Regions from separate parts of the Anser cygnoides genome. Here region 1 is linked to region 2. The links are chromatin contacts, called in public Hi-C maps. All regions are on one chromosome and are shown on one strand. Each heading gives the region's core, a stretch centred on a gene start, on an enhancer-like site or on the middle of the called end of the contact. The rest is flanking DNA. Distances are from core to core; before and after follow the strand shown.

The links. Hi-C and Micro-C count contacts between places; a contact is called where the count stands out from the background.
Region 1: a contact with region 2 is called in a Hi-C map of liver, with 7 times the contacts expected there. The contact joins the promoter of GRK5 here to the enhancer-like site in region 2. A contact is called at or near these places in 2 of 7 Hi-C or Micro-C datasets (both in liver).

Annotation. Positions count from the first base shown.
Region 1 is chr7:6,387,725-6,390,576 of Taihu_goose_T2T_genome, forward strand. It overlaps GRK5 (G protein-coupled receptor kinase 5), which reads right to left and starts at 1,595. Exons shown (of 17, transcript XM_067000384.1): 1 at 1,307-1,595. The coding sequence starts at 1,358. It overlaps LOC136791232 (a long non-coding RNA gene), which reads left to right and starts at 1,895. Exons shown (of 3, transcript XR_010832761.1): 1 at 1,895-2,852.
Region 2 is chr7:6,323,341-6,326,367 of Taihu_goose_T2T_genome, forward strand. All of the region lies in intron 1 of GRK5 (G protein-coupled receptor kinase 5), which reads right to left. Among named protein-coding and RNA genes, the nearest start is that of GRK5, 64 kb to the right of the region's middle. Within about 2 kb of position 1,306, at least 1 of the 3 cell types and tissues checked has open chromatin away from gene starts, as enhancers often do. A contact at or near this core is called in liver, where this site is marked.

The DNA of each region.
Region 1 (2,852 bases), core at 345-2,844, 65 kb after region 2:
AATGACCTCTTGTAGCAAGCCAACGTTGCATTTCTCCTGCTTCCACGGCTTCGGCGGGACCAAGCCCGAGGTGCACCCAGGCGGCCCCGGCCTCGCCAACCCCAGCACCCCAGAGACAAATCCCGGCTGCGGGTTGCACCGCACCTACAGCTGCCCCTACCAGCGGGCGGCTCCAGGAGACAACAAGTTGCACCAGAGGCTTGAGATGTGTTATTTGAAAGGGTAAAGGACGTGAGGGTTGGTGCTGGGGGGGGGGGGAAACAAGCCAGGGAAGAAAAACCCCACCGGCAGCGAGCGCTCGCATCCTCGGCAGCGATGCTGCGGCCGTGAGGTGCTGGTGCGCGGCGCCCACCCTGCGGCGGGGGGGTGCTGCCGGCATGGCCCCCCCCAAGGAGCAGCGGGGGGACACCCTCGCCCCCTTTGCTGGGGGAGGAAAGGAAAAGCGGAGAGGGGAGAAAACCGCCCCGCAGGGCTGCCGGCCGTCACCGGGCTTTTCGTGCTTTTTTTTTTTGCTCGGGGAGGGGGGGGGGGGGGATGCTCTGGGGTGGGGGAACAAGGGGGGATGCTTTGGGGGGAATAAGGGGGGATGCTTGGGAGGGAATAAGGGGGGATGCTCGGGGTGGGGGGAACAGGGGGGATGCTCGGGGGGGAGCTGGGGGAGATGCTCCTGGGGGAACAGGGGGGGATGCTCCCCGGAGGGGGAGTTCCCAAGGGCCACGGAGCGGCTTCTCCTCGCCGGCAGCTCCGGGCACCCCTCGCCCCCTGCCGGGGACCCCCCGGGGGGCTGAGCCCCGGCTGGGAGCAGGAGCGGGCCGGGGCCAAACGCGGCCCGGCGGTCGCCCCCCGTAACGCCGCCGCCTGAGGCGGGGAGCGCCCGCTCGGAAGCGCTGCGGTCCTGCCGCTGTCCCCGCGCTATCCCCGAGCTATTTGCGGCTCCGCCGAGCCCTCCTGAATGAATGCATCCGCAGCTGACCTTTAACAATAGGCGCTGAAATAGCACAATCTGCGGGACCGGCTCGGGGGGGGTGGGGGGGTGGGGGGGGGCTGTGCAGCGGGAAGGAAGAGATGGGTGAATATTGTAATCGCGGCGATCTCGTCCGCTTCCTTTCCCAAAGCTCCTCGCGCAGAGGACATGGGGGGGGGGGGGGGGGGGGATCATCGATGTTCTCCCCCCCGTACCGGGGGCTCAGCCTCACAGAAACCTTTTCCAGCGCCGGCTCTGCCCCGTGCCCCCCCCTCCCCTCCCCAAGCAGCGGGGTAGCGGCGCCGAGGATGCTCGCCCCCCCCTCTCCCGGCGCTCTCTCACCTTCCCTGGCTTTCAGCAAGACGGTGTTGGCAACGATGTTTTCCAGCTCCATTGACGAGCTCGGGCAGCGCAGGTCGGCGGCACTGCAGCAGGACGGCGCCGAGGTGCGGAGCCTGCGGGCGCCCACCAGCTCCTGCCCCTAGCTCCTCGTCCCCCCGGGCATGATCCTTCCTCCCTCCCTCCCTCCCTTCCTCCGAGCTCCCCCCGGCGCTCCCCTCTCTCTCCGCTACTCCATCCTCCCCGGCGGGCTGAGGGCTGGGGCGCTCCTGCCTCCCTCCTCCTCCTCCTCCTCCTCCCCCCGGGGGTGGGGCACCGGGAGCGGCCCCGCAGCCCCGCGCAGGCGCCAGCCCCGCAGCCGGTTCGGTGGGGCCGGGGGGTCTCGGGGCACGGACGGACCGGCGGACGGGAGGACAGGAGGACACAGCGCCCGGGGCAGCCCCCGGGGCCGGGGAGCCGCGGGGGGCACCGCGGGGGTGGCCCCGGTGGCGCTGCCCTGGTGCCGGGCGCCACCCAGCGGCTGCGGGGTTTGGGGGGACCCAGCAGCCCCGCCGCGGTGGCCTGGGGTTTTTTTTTTTGGGGGTGGGGGGGGGTTGTTACGGGTTTTTCTTTTGGTGTTTCATCCTGAGCAGGAGCTAGGCTCGTGGGAAGTTTAGGCTGAGCCCCAAATTCCGCCTGCTGTGTGCGTCCGAGGGAGGGATGCTGGTGTTGCTGGCGTTGCGGGGACCGATGGCACGTTCGGCGGGTCGGGCGAAGAAAGAGGGATAAAAGCGACCCGTGGCTCTCACCAACACTCTCCCCCATCAGCCCTGCGTTGATTAAATCCATGCGAAGCAAATCAAATCAAATTAACATGCAGCTTCTTGTAAGCGGAACAGAGGCGCTGCCCCTTCTCCCTCCTCCTGATTGCACCGGTCGCGTTTCTCTCTACGGCCAGGCAGAAGTGGCTCGCAGCAGCAGACTGCTACTGGATGCGCTTTCTGAACGCAGGAAATAAATGATAAATGCGCTTAATGAATAATATCTCGGACATTAGGATCATGTGGCTATAATAAATGCCTCCTGTACCTTAGCAAATGCCCAAGGTTGGAACTTGGGAAGCTATTGTTGCAGCAGGTGCCACTGCTGTGCATAATCTTCCCCATCCTCCCTCCTGTCACTTCAGGAAACGTTCAGGCTCCGGTAGCCATGCCGTGCTGTGGTTACTTTCTTTGTGATGCCAAGTTCCATATAACAGCGGTTGTGCCTGTAAGTACCGGAAGATTTTTCCCTGATTAAATAATTCTTGAGGGAAAAATTGCTTCCTGGAAACCAGAGCCTTAGCACAGAGATGAGGCTCCTGAGGAGTGGCTGCCCTGCATGTTGTTTGAGCACTTCTGTGCAAGGGATGATGCTCACATCTAAAGAGATCAAAAGGAGAGAGGCACTTGTAGACCCTAAGTTCGGGTGGCTAAGCATCTGGAAAGCAGTATGTGCATCTGAGGGCTCTACTGCTCCTCTTGTATCCTATATCTACATCTACATACTTAAGCGCTATGTGCACACAGTT
Region 2 (3,027 bases), core at 56-2,555:
CATAACACAGAGTTAAACGCAAAGATGGGTGAATTCCTTCTAGCATCATGTCTGTAACATATTCCCTTTGCACTTCATGCCACCATGCCATGTGGCTTTTAAGCACGGGTAGGGTGGCTTCATACTTTTGTTCTGTTTTTGCCCAAGTCAGCAAGCCTGCATCACTCCCTGTGCTGCCAGATCTGGCTAACACAAGCTTGCCAACGTTTCTTTGCCTTCAACTGCATTATCTGCAATCTGGTTAATCTGCAATTTAAGTAAACTATTCACAGACCACTGGGGGGGGGCTACAGCTTGTATCATCCATTTTGCAGCAGTAACTAGGCTGTCATCCAGATCCTTCCCACCAAGGGTGTAGAGCTCTGTGAAATTTCACTGCTCATGTGAGAGCAGTGAAACAATCTCCAGAAAACACTAAAAGTCCAAAAGTCATGGTTAGCACCCTTCTTTCACTCAAAATAAATGTACAGGCTACAAACGAAGTTCTTCCCTTCCTCTCGCCACTCTTCCTTCACTCACTGTCAAGGTTTATGCAGCTATATGGCACACATCCACCTGCCTCTTCGTGCTCCCTCCTAACACTTCTGTTATTGGCACGGAGGACCTGCCATGTCAGACTAAACAAACGATCTGTCTAGTACAGGACGGACAACAGGCAGCTTCAGGGGAAGATCTTAGAAAGCTGTTTTTAGGTTTTTTAGAGATTAACTGCGTATTTGTGAAGGAAAAGAATACCAATTGAAACGTGGAACCGCTTATTTTCCTGGAGCGCCTCTTCCTAATGAGATGGAGTGAATCAAACGCATCAGCCCATCACTATTCTCTGCAAATTTTCCATATCTTTTGCGCAACCTCTGTTGCTCATCTAGTTTCTAAAACAAATGCTTCCATCCTTCTTTACCTACGCACATGGAAGTTCAGCCAGGTTTGCCCTTCTAGCTTCATACCAGTTCCAGCTATGCTCAGCCACACTAGCAAATGAAAACGGTTTGTTTTCAAAGAATGAAGGATGAAGGACATTGCTTGCTCTCTGCCTTTCCCCCTGCCCTTCTCATCTGGGAAAGCAGAAAAAAAAATACCAGGAACACTGCTTTATCCTTACAAGATCTTTGATGACTAAACTGGGCTTAAAACAAGCTGTTACAAGAGCATGAGGAACCTCCCTGTGAACCCCCTTCTCCATCACCCCAAGGAAAGGAGGAGAGCATGAGGGCTGGATTTTTGAAAGCAGGTAAGCTTCCACCATCCACTGGGAGAAAATGTTTCTACAGACCCGTCCCTAGAGGCTCTGGTTTATAAGGTACAATAAAAAGTCCACAACATGCCCTCAAAAGAGAATCACATTACATAGCTCCTCTTATTGATGCTAATCTGCCTTTATCTCCTGCAGCCTTTTTTTTTGATGAACGTGACTCTCAGAATAGTCACAGGCTGTGATAACGGTTTTGTGCCTCTCTTCCCTGCTGTCATGGCATGTTTGCACATAAATCATCTGCATGTTGCTACAAATGCATAAGCCTGACAACTGCTGTGTAAACCATCCTGTTGCTTTTTGGAAATGAACAGCAGATGTAGTTCATGTTTAAGCCTTCAGAACCGCAGAGATGGGAATTTCATAAGCGAAAACACAAACTACTCCCCAGCAGTCAGGCTGGCGTTGCAAGCTGTACTGGTTACCAGCACACCAGAGGGCAAAATGCTTTGTTTACAACTGGCACCAAAAGTCCTCATAATGTTGGCTTGCAGAAGTCATCGTTCATAAGCAAATATTTGTTGCAGGAATATCGACCTATGATTTCAAAAAGAATTCCAGTAGTACTGCAAATACCGATGAGTGACTGAAACCTGGCTTTAATAACACATTTTATATGTTAATAATGTGCATTTTAATAATGTCCTTTAGTAACGTCAACTGCCCTAAAGGGGCAGAGGAAGTCTTTGAAGATTGATCCTCAGGACTTGACTATCAAGGCCACACTGGTACTGCTCTAGGAATATAGAGAAGGCTTTACAGAAGCTACCTTTGTGCCTAGTCAGAGCACTTTCAGGGGGTCGCAACTAAGCTGAAGAAAAAAATGCCTTTAATCTTTTCTTCTTTTCTGTTGGTCTTAAGTGGGCATCCAAAATTGTAAAGTTCCCCACAGAAGTCTGCCTACGTCCTCCATCGGTTATTTTTAATGCATATTTGAGACTGTTTATTTCAACAAGTTGTCTTTGAGTTCTGTGGGCCAGTTCACATGAGCTGGGTGTACGTTTCTCTGCTAAGCATGTTGACAGGGAGTTTTTTGGCGATGTGATTTCCCCAGATGCAGTTAAATTTTCCCCTGTGTAAGCACCTTTAGCTTCTCTGTTATGGCTGCCCTCTCTTTTATGCCCCGCATTTTTGCTGTATTGTACTTATCTGCAGCTGATGAGCGAGCCAAAAGAGATCATTGGCTTTTATGCCACAAACAAAAATAATCCAGAAGATACAAGTATACTGAATACTTACAATCTGTTAAACAAATCTCATAGTAAATCTCATCTCAAGTAAATCTCATAGAAACAAGACCAGCTATCATCCAAAACAGTGAAATTAAACACAGCCCAAATTTTTAACTTCTTATTTTTGATCTCAGACTGAAAGAGGCTACTGGCACAAATCCAGGCAGTTCAGTTATGTTTGAAATGCATTACCACGTATTGGCTGGTTCAGCAGGCTGTTGGGGTGAACCGAGATGATGGCTGCAAACTGAAAGGTGCCCGCATAGTATTTGACATTGTAGTTGGCAACAAGAGCAGAAGAGACGATGCAACAAATTAATCTGCAGCCACTGTGCTCCTTTGGAGGCTGCTTCTGGACCTCTCCTGGAGGAACACGAAGGGGTTGTGATATCTGAACCTGGGGACTACTAAGAGATTTTGTCCATCCATGATGTAGGTAACATAACATTTGTCTGTAACGTTTCAGTATCAATGATTACCATGTGTGACCAGCTTTTCAAACAGAGCTGTTGGGAGCAAGGGCTACCACCCTCTAAGAATGCC